Regions from separate parts of the Bombyx mori genome. Here region 2 is linked to region 1. A link is a contact called in public Hi-C data. All regions are on one chromosome and are shown on one strand. The core of a region is the stretch at or near the end of the contact, and the rest is flanking DNA. Distances in the headings are between cores, read along the strand shown. Region 1 holds the start of LOC101737211 (exosome complex component RRP4). Region 2 overlaps LOC105841250 (protein PRRC2B).

The links. A called contact is a pair of places that touch in the nucleus more often than the background predicts.
Region 2: a Hi-C map of whole pupa shows a contact between it and region 1, with 1.7 times the contacts expected there. The contact joins the enhancer-like site here to the promoter of LOC101737211 in region 1. A contact is called at or near these places in 2 of 7 Hi-C or Micro-C datasets (posterior silk gland and whole pupa).

What each region holds. Positions count from the first base shown.
Region 1 is chr15:5,597,579-5,603,024 of ASM3026992v2, reverse strand. LOC101737211 (exosome complex component RRP4) reads right to left here and starts at 2,667. Exons shown (of 5, transcript XM_038016096.2): 1 at 2,407-2,667; 2 at 2,096-2,333; 3 at 1,880-2,014; 4 at 1,100-1,285; 5 at 679-895. The coding sequence starts at 2,531. The coding sequence ends at 680. It overlaps LOC101736281 (mediator of RNA polymerase II transcription subunit 18), which reads left to right and starts at 3,503. Exons shown (of 5, transcript XM_004928539.5): 1 at 3,503-3,914; 2 at 4,354-4,488; 3 at 4,774-4,978; 4 at 5,249-5,361. The coding sequence starts at 3,822.
Region 2 is chr15:5,639,484-5,644,929 of ASM3026992v2, reverse strand. LOC105841250 (protein PRRC2B) reads left to right here. Exons shown (of 13, transcript XM_038015675.2): 9 at 1-1,189; 10 at 1,667-1,802; 11 at 1,885-2,420; 12 at 2,524-2,731; 13 at 2,816-3,342. The coding sequence ends at 2,943. Among protein-coding and RNA genes, the nearest start is that of TRNAT-AGU, 11 kb to the right of the region's middle. Within about 2 kb of position 2,024, at least 6 of the 8 cell types and tissues checked have open chromatin away from gene starts, as enhancers often do.

The DNA of each region.
Region 1 (5,446 bases), core at 1,418-3,917:
TACATAAACTAGACCTTATAAACTTCGATGCGATTGATTTGATGTCTATATGAACTGTATTAATTTAACTTTTTTTTTATTGCTTAGATGGGTAGACGAGCTCTTAGCCCACCTGGTGTTAAGTGGTTACTGGACCCCATAGACATCTACAACTTAAACGCCGCCACCTACCTTAACATATAAGTTCTAAGGTCTCAGTATGGTTACGACTGCCCCACCCTTCAAACCGGAGCGCATTACTGCTTCACGGCAGAAACAGGCAGGGTGGTGGTACCTACCCATGCGGACTCACAAGAGGTCTTACCACCAGTAATTACGCAAATTATAATTTTGCGGGTTTCATTTTTATTACATGATATTATTCCTTCACCGTGGAAGTCAATCGTGAATATTTGTTAAGTACGTATTTCATTACAAAAATTGGTACCCGCCTGCGGGATTCCAACATCGTTGCATCGCTAGATACGAATGCACCGAACGTCTTATCCTTTAGGCCACGACGATTTCGAAACTCAACCATCCATACAAAACGTAAGCGCAATTGTACACAGATTTACATAGAACGATCAGTTCGCCCTATCCATAGTGAATTGCAATTTACAGAAAACTTTGTGGTATTGAAAAAGCTGTATTTCCTTTATTATTAATATTTTCTAGCTATAATTAAAACACAATAAAGTCACTCTTCTGCAATAATATTTATTCTATGCTGAGTTAAAAATGCTACGTCAAGCATAGCTTCAGGATCCAAGAGTTCCTTTACATTGTCGTATTTGAGACTTTCTTCGAATGCAAACATTATGCTAGTATCATCTAACATCATCTTAGATGCCACAAGTGCCAAAATACAATTTTTCACTCGCGCCATCGTTTCTCTTTCTGATTTCCCAACAGGCTGCAATAAAAATGATATCAGCATCATATTAGCATATGCAACAATTTCATGAGGGCATGAGAACATGCATGAGTTCTATTTTCTTAAAACATGGAAAAACACAAAGTTTAGTGAAAATGATATAATAAATCTTTAACTTGTGTTTATCGTTTATCTTTCTTAACTCCTATTCCCGAACACTGCACACTGATAGCATTAACCCACCTGAATTTCATAATTTTCAATTGCATCCTTATTTCCTTCCATAAGAATATCACTTTTGTGTGGACTAATCCATATATATCCATTATTCCCTATTATGACAGATACTGCACATGGTAAGTTGTGAAAATGATTTTTTCTGCGCTTTATCAATGACGGGAATACTTTTATTAAAGTTCCCTGTGAAAGCTGCAAAAAATAAAGTTTTCGAACAAACTCTTAAATTAATTTTTTTTTAGTATTAGCAAGGAGTAGAAAGTTCAACATTTTGTGATATTAATTATTATTAGAGGACTGTATGAATGATTCTATTTTAAGGTATGAAGGGCTATTTGGTTTAGAGGAAAGTCATGTAATTTAAAAATTGAAAAAAAAACATGACAAAACTTCTCCAGCTATTTCAATGGAGAATACTTAATTGGTGTTCAATTAAAAACAATTAATTGTATAAACTAATACCAAATAAAATTTACCTTTAATTACACAGATAGATGCCATGTAGTAAGCGAAGTGTCACTTAAAACAAATAGCCTTACGCCCCTTGATTTTATTTATTTAAACATATAGGTAGTGAATTAAAGCAGATTTAAGTGTTTGTGTAGACTTGTAATCAATTTGCTAATGAAGCATGTTTAATCTACTCAGAAGGATAAATATCATCTTCACTTTGGAGGATTTCAAAATTTAATGTTGCTACATATTTGAATATTTTTAATTTCCTTATAACATTCTTGTTGAACTTTAGAATAGTCATTTTTTATTGGCTTCATAAAATCTGATTACCTTGCCATATTTCAAACTTCTTGTATGCAATGAGAGCGAACCATCAGAAAATACATTCTGTACTTCAGCGCTTATCAAATCACCTTCCTGTAAATGTTTTCTCATCATCTGCTCATCCTCTTCTGAACGCCTTCTCTGGATTTAAAAAAATATATAAATAGTTATCATTAGATACAAGAAGATTGCTTTATATTATGGAAGTGTGCGTTAATTTACCAATTCTCCGCCAGGTAGATTTACTGAAGAAAGTTGAAGTATTGAATCAAGTCGTGAATTGGTATCAACTTTCCATCTTTTCTGTTGAACTTCCAATACTCTTCCGACTACCACATCGCCTATTTCTCCAACGTAACGACTCTTCAATGGGCGAATGCATATAAGTTTATTTACTTTTTGCATAACCCCAGCAACAGATGCTTTTAGGCAATCATCTTCTGCGTAAGTTCCGTGGCCTCTTAAAGTGCAAAATTATTAAATTTATAGTAATAATAATTCTTAACAATATTGTTTTCGCAAAAAATACCGACCTCATAAAATCTTGTATCCCAGTTATGACTTCGCCAGGAGTGTAAAAACGCGGCGGGTCATTATTTGAGGCAACCGAATGATTTACTCTTTCAGATGCGAGTTTTATAGATACATGACTGACCATTTCTAATGTTTTTTTAAGCTCCCTCTTTGCTAATTGTGAATTGTGTACAACGAACTCATAGACCTATAGTCGGATTTTTTATTAGACGAAGTCAACTGACGTTTACTGTGTTGTCAGGTTTTGATGAAATAAAAATAGTGTTGTGACAAAGTGAACGATTGAAAAAACTCCTGAATTAATGAAATTGCCTCGATTGTCTAGTGAATAGTTAGTGTGCCGAATTGCCGATATCGGGTACGGGGTTCGAATTTTAGGCGTGCTTTGTACAACCAATGAGTTTTCGACGAAATATTATGTTCCTATAGTATCTACCTGCACTGAATACCGAGTGTTTTAAACATTAAGAAAAACATTGCGAGGAAGCTTGTAAGACTGTCCTATTTCCAATACATCATATAGTTGAAATTATAGATGTATAAAATATAACAATTATAGGTATGTAATGAAAATAAAAAAAAGTAATTGTAGTTACATACTACTAGTAACATATATTGGAGCACTTTAATACAATTTTATTGTAAAATATAAATAATATTCTTTTATAGTTTGAAATTAATGATTAACTCTTCACACTCATTGTTCATTCATGTGATTGAACGAGAACTGAACAGATGATAAGGGATGAAATACAATCTCACTAAAATGACGGTTATTTACTGAGATTTTGGCCTTTTTGGACGATCCCGAGAAGTTACGTCCAGCGGCTTGGTTTCATTTTCCCACATTGGTGCACTTTCATAGATATTGAACAGTTAATAAACAACCGTTATTACAGGTTTAAACCTGAAGACACACTAAATAGACAAAATAAAACAAATCACACAATTTCACTCCTCGCATGTAGAATCATTGGTGACAAAAAATGTTTAAAAACAAATACGGCCGTACCAATATGATAATATGATGCGATACCATTGCCTCTCTCTCCTGTATTTGAAAAAGGAAATTACAAAATGTCACCTAAATGAGGCTAAATGTCAACATTGTTAGTAACTGTCAAGCTAACAGCGATTGCAAACATATCTCTACCTTGTTAAATTCCAATATGAGTATTTAGATTATGTTAATTAGAAATTAGAATTTATTTTCTCCTTTAAAATTGCCTAGTTTTTTATTTTACGCAATATTTATAGTTTCGGTTATATGGACTATTTAGACTGAATGCACCTCTATGAGACAGAAAAGTCGTTTATAAGTGTAATGATTTCTTGGCTCACACATAGTTCTTCAAAACTTAAATCTTTAAATAGCTGCTATTGAAGTAGGTTTTCAGATTTTCAGCTCCATAAAATGTCGGCAAACGCTGCACCTATAACAGCTACAGATAGCTTATCGCAAGCTTTAAAAGCGAACATTATACCAAATCAGGAATACTTACTTCAGGTACTACAGGATGTTGAAGTGGCTCAGCTATTTTAAATTTCAGAATAATTACAATATAGTCTACATTCTTCTACAGTTTCCATAAATTGCATACTTAACAGAACTAATTACCATAGTTGCAGCTATTGTATCCAATTCTTTTGACCCATTTGATCTGTTTACATACTACATTCAAAATATTATCAGAACCCATACATACATAGCTTACATATAATAGCAGCCCAAAAAAACATGAGATAAGGTCTTAGTTACAATGCCTACAATGCTGTTCTTAATAAATAAAAATAATTCATTTAATGATTTTCAATTTTACAGTATTTCATAGCTGGAAATTATGATAATTAGGCAACAGGCAGCAACTTTTCTCAAGATTCAGTCAAGTTTGTTAATTGTTGAATATTATACATTTAATTTTTGATTCCACTAAAATTTGATTAAGGGCTCAGTGTTGGACTCGGCAGTAGAAGTTTTACTTCACCGATTACGTGGTCTTTGTGACAATGTTGATGCTGGGCCAGAAACATTTGATGACCAGGAAGTGTGTTTCAGTCTACGGGATCCTAATCATCATCAGGTAATAATAATACTTAGAACTTTTTAAAATATTTCTGTTAATGTTATTATTATTTTAGGACACTAGAATATAAAATGGTTATAAAATTATAATACAATAAAACTTGTATTAAATTATAAATTGATTAAATTTTGCCTGGGCTGTCACCTGTTTGGTCAAGAAAAGTGCTAATGATTTGGTAATCACTATTAATACTGTACAATTCGTGAGCATAAAGACATGCCTGAATCTATATATTTTTCTTTCATGTTCTAATAGTTCATCTTTAATAAATTTAAATTTCAGGCTCCCCCTCTCATGTTGCGTGTTCGTAAAGCATTAGATGCTCGAGACATGCCATTTCAGTTACGATACATTGGGCAGCCTGATTTGGGGGACAAAAATAGGCCAACAGTTGTCCGTTCCAGTCTTGATATAGCCTGCAGTGGAATGCTCATTGAATTTTTAAATGAGCTAGGATGCCGAATTGAATTTGAATACAGTGTAAAAGGTAATAATATTTATTATAATGACAATTATGAGTAATATGATTGTACATGTATTTGATAGTATATTCTAAATCATCACTATTACTATACCACTATTGTTAATAATGACGAATCAAAGAAGACCAATAGTCAAAAATACTAATTCAATTTAAAGTATTACCTAGATTTGGGATTTAATTAAATTGCATATAATTTTCAGTGGTTCATTTAAAATCAATCAATTACGGTAATTTTATAAAAAACATTAAGCTTTTTCTAATTCTAAATTTCAGGTTACATGTTTAGAAAAGGTCGTATGAAAATTACTGTAGCAAAAGTGTTTAAGATTTCTCAAAATTCAATGCCACCTGAACCTATCTCACAGAGCTATCTTGTGGAGCTTTCTGTAAGTTTTTGACACCCAATTAAATAATTTGTCAAATTTCCCAAACAATACCGCTTTCTGGTTTTGCTTGAGTATGATGATTATA
Region 2 (5,446 bases), core at 775-3,274, 43 kb before region 1:
AGGCAAATCCGGATCTCAATATGATAGACCTCGACAGGCGAACTTAGCCCCTCGTTTTGTGAAACAACGACAGCAAAGGCAGCAAGTAGGCGGCTTAGTGAGCGCATGCGGCCCCGATACCGGCGCCGCACCGCCGCCACCCGCAGTTAATGCATGGGATAAACCCATATCCCAAACCTTACGTGGTAATGTAGAAGAAAATGTAGATTTAGTTGAAAATAAATCTGCGCAATCCAGTCAGCGTAGCACACCAGCTGAGACGTCGACTGATATCAAGACTGCTCCCACTCCTTGTACTCTATCTGCTGATAAAACAAGTATGTTAGATGGAGCAACGCCGCCTGTAGAAACCATAATTTTTGAAAATACCAACTATAAGACTGCTACACCAGATGAGGCCTTGCAACAAAAATATCAACTAAATTCTAATATGTCTAAAAATCAAACTGAAGAAGTATCCACTGAAATAGATAGTCGTTCCCTGACATTTAACGGAGAAGTTAGGGGACGTCCTAGATCCATACAAGAACTTATGGCAGAGAGTGGGAGACAATCTGCAGAAGGGGACGCGTCGTTAGGCTTACAAATGTCATTTGACACAACACAAAAAACAGAAGATTCTGACATGAAACTTGATTTTGGCTTTGATTCAGATTTGGGACAACTTTCAGAAGATAAATCAGCTAAGTCGCTGGGTTTACCACGTGGTGTCCACATGAGCACTTCTAATACGATTTCGCCTCTGGCAGCTGATCTTAATTTAAAAATCGCTAGTGTTAAGAAGGTCTGGGAGATGCCTGCTGTTGCGGAAAATACGGAGGAATTACAATTTACTGGATTTGAAGAAACCAATACAGAAAGCGCTCCACCTAATGTGTGCAAAGTGAAGCCAACGCAACAATTGCAGTCCCCACCGCCTCAACATTACAACCACGTGGGCTATCAGGGAGGGTACGGTGGGCTATCAGTTCCGTCGCCGCCTGCCATGTTGTTTAACTCATCACAGCAATTGTTAGGATCTTCTCAACAGCTTCCCCAGCAGGGTGGACTTTACGGAGCTTTCTTGGATCAGAGTAGAGGTCAATTTGGTGGTTTTCCTGGTACTCCATATGGCGCCGGTTCAGCGGCCCCCTATAACTACCAACCGCCACCGGATATGTTTTCTAGTATTCCAAGCCAATATAGGATGGTAAGAAATTTTTAATTTAATATTGTAAGTATTAAGAAATAACAGAAATCTCACACAGATGTGATTCAACAGTACATACAACTGATTAAACAAACCATATTATTATGTTTTTAACAAACTTAACAGTTGATTTTTTTTTTCTAATGAATGAATAAAGCTAAAAAGCAAATTTAGTTGCAGAAATAAAAAAAAAGTCTCTACAAAACATACATTTAATTCAATAAAATTTTACTTCTTCGCCGTCTATGCAGTGTGTTCTTAGTAGTGCCACAAATATATCCAGACATCAGAGGCATAAGGGCGAATATCCATGATTACAGTAGTTAGTTTCTTGTATTTTATTGATAGAACCATACCAGATCCTATTATAATGTTTATCAGGGTTGATCTACTATCACATATTTCAAATTTTATTGTTTCGTCAATAGGTAAATAACCATAAAATTGTCATAAAATCTACCCAATATCAATTTACAGGCAGCAGGCGGGGGTGCAGCTTTTGGCCAATCAGGGCAGCTTGGAAACAGTCCTAGTACAGTGCTCATATCTAGTACATCTAATTCTCTAATGTCTGCAACTGTGAAGCCCACTACTCAACAAATTGGTGCCATAGGTAAGAGTTTTCGCTCTGGTTTTGTGTTTAAATAAGGTATGAAAAACGAGAGCTAAAAAATTAACAATTATAATGTATAAAGGTGCAGGCAGCAAAGGCGGCGGTGTGGGTGGAGTAGGAGGCGTCAACACCTACGGCCAACAGTACCTAGGATACTCAGGACCTGTGGGCGAAGCCCCGTACTCACTCTTGCCACGACCGGCTCCGCCAGCTTCCTCGTACTATTCACCTTACCAACCACCAACTGCGCCAGCACCTACCTATCCTCTCCAGTTTACGCAACCTGCGCAGTCTGGCGCCTTTGGCTCCCAATTTCTCTCTTCGCAACTACAGGTTGCCGCCGCTGTACAACAGATGCAACAACAATATAGAGCGCCTTTACAACAACAGTATCCTCCGCCGCAACCACAGCCTCGTTTACCCCCTCAACAACAATTGAAGAGTCCTCTTCACGAGCATGCCAATGGATTCGCGCCACTTTGCGATGCAGCGTCACCGACTCCGAAAGGTGGTGGAAAACCGCAAAAGCCGCCACATTCTCCACCGCAACACAAGTATCACGCCCCGCCTCAGCATCCACCGCCGGCACACACACCCCATCAACACCATCAACAACAGGTATATTTTATGTCAAACTATGAAATTATATGTTTACAATAATTGTATTAAATTGGTCAGTATCGTTTTCAGTAAGAAGTATTAGTAATGTCTGTCTCCGCAGATGGTGAGCGGCGGCAACAACGGGCGTTGCGGCGGGGGCGGGGGCGGAGCGGCAGGAGTCATGACTCGCGGCGGAGGTCCTGCCCCGCGCTACCCAGCGCCTATACAGCGCCCCCATGCGCCAGCACTGCCGCTGTATCGCGCACCACAACAGCGACCTCACCATGCTCAGCCGCGCCCCAATCTCTACTATCATCATCCTCAGCGAAGTCAGTATACAACTTAGTCACCAAATCGATAAAACTAGCCGCCGTTCTAGTCACGAATCGCTGATCGCTCGCTTTTGTGTCCAGACGGAGGCGGCGGAAACGAGCGCGCGCCCGAGAATACGGAACCGACCGCCGGCGGTGAGGAGAGCGGCGACCCGGCACCGCCGGCGGAGGTGCAGACCGTGCCCCCGCCGGAGGTCAAAGCGGAGTGAGCGAGCGTTTCGCCTGCCGCGATTTGCCCTTTCGCTTCTCGCGGACGCTTTCTATTGCGTCCCGGGAACTCGCCGAATTTAGGTTTCCGATATTTTTATTAGGACGTAAATTATGAAAGTGATCGTGAGCCGGTCGAGTCGCGTGCGTGTACATACTATGTCCGGCGGCTATCGGCCGGCTCCAGGACGTGGCACTATGACGCCGTGAGTCGGGTGACCTACTAGTGAATGTGTAGCGACGATTTTGTGGAGGAAATGTCGATGCAATATAATGAGTAATAATGTAATCTGGAGTGATACAAACCGATCACCTTTCGGCTCTAAAGTGGACCGCCGCGCGGTCACACTCCATGTATCATAATCAATTATTAAATATGCGAATAAAATTATTATGACCAATCCCATTTTTTATTTATTAGTTTATGGTGAAACCTAATCTCTATCATGCCTATCACCAATTCATAGGACTAAAATAGGCATCGAAAAGTTCCATGACTATCAATAGCTGTGATGCTATGTTACGATAATAATTTACAAGAAAATGATATTAAAACATACCTCTAATAAAATTTTATGCACGACAAAATAAGATTAATTTTTTAAAATGTTCCACATGTTTATGGGCCGATGAGACCCCGCCTGTCGGTAACTACTACAGACACCGGTGCGCTGCTGATTTACGTAGTAAAAAAATTGTCACGTATAATATATATATACAAATTTGTTCACTACATACGTCAATACTATTAATAAATAGCTAGTAAAATTTTCAATGATCCTAATGAATCATAAAACCTGCTGATATTTTTTTTATATTAATAATTATAAGCATTTATAGAATACTTTATTTAAGATTAATTTGTATAATTTATTGTTATTGTAGAACTTAGTTTACTTAAAGTGAGGTCACTCTATATTCTATTTAGATGTCGCTATCCACTTAAAACCAGATTACTTAAATAACATATATTTATAAATTTTCCTTGTTTATTACATATCTAGGAAAAATGTACAATTTGGTAAATAGTCATAATGTAACTCACTTTACTGTCCATTTTAAAATGTAAATGGCCTTAAACCGTATAAAGCTACACATTGGGACCATCAGACCTGGTTAAAAGGCATGGCTTCCGGGCCAAGTATAATATTTCCAACACAAAAAAAACATCTCTTATTTTTCTGCTGGGATATTTGTATGAGGAATCTGTTCAAAAATAAATATTTGAAGAAGCCATGTTATTTCGAGTACTTAATCATGGTCGGCATTATAAAATATATCATCAAATTTATACCTGTGTGATATGTGCGTGTACCAAAATGTAAATGAATTTACAATCGCGTTTTAAGAATTAATACTTTCTTAGCCAATATTATTTTATGTTTATAATTTTGTTTCTGGGTGAGTGACATTCATGGATGTTCGTATAAAAAATTGGGAGGGTGTATATACCTTTGATAAATATTTTAGTAATTTAAATTTAGTTGTTTTATTTTTTGACTCTATTTATTTTCTGTAATAGGCTTTGATTTGTATTATTTTCTTACTAAATTATTAGAATGTTTTTTTTAAAATCATTATGTAAACTGCCCTTGTTCGTGAAACATTTGTTATACTATGTTGTTTTTTTTCTACCTAGCCCTAGCGAGAGCCGTGCTTTGCAGAATCTACCACCGGATTGGAGACGAGACCCATTGAGAAGATCTGGTGAGAAACTCAGTGGGCTAACTGCTATTTTGGTTCTCTGAGTGAATATTGACACATGCGAGAATAGTCGGTGGGAAAATAAAAACCGTCATTAATATAAAAAATATATATATAAATAAACACGCACGTTGTAAAATAGCTTTAATAAAGCCTTAATTCCCAAAATGGTCCAGGTGGACACCAGGGTTCCACGGGAGACCCCAGAGGCTTTACGTTGGCGTGCCAAATGAAATGGGAGTCAACAATTCGTAAGGCCCAGAACATAAGGGGTTCCACAAAAAGTGATTTGCTTTCGATAGTAAATTATTTGTTATTAATCCATGCAGTAAGTTCCCCTAAAAAGACAATTTGGTGATTTCACTGTAATAAGTCCATAATACATCCATAATACAATCCATAATACATGTAATAAGTCCATAAAAACAATGATTATATATTATATATAATCATTGTTTTTATGGACATTTCATTGTTTCAATATATTATATTAATCTCTTCTTTGTTTTTTTTTTTATGATTGAAAGATTACTGGTGGCCCGGAGGCCTTTCCAGCTTCACCAGGACAGGTGGGCGAGCAAAGGCTCAGTCAGGAGGGGTGGGATTTGCTAACAACTTCCCGAGCGCCTCCGAAGGAGACCAAGAACTCAAGAGCAATTGCTTCGCGAATGAATCTACTATCGGATCGGAATCGCGACCCACTGAGAAGATCCGGCGAGAAACTCAGCGGGCTGATGCATGGGTTAGGTTGCACGTCGACCTCTTTGTCGAGTTCGACGAGTACGGTTACCGGGGTTCCTC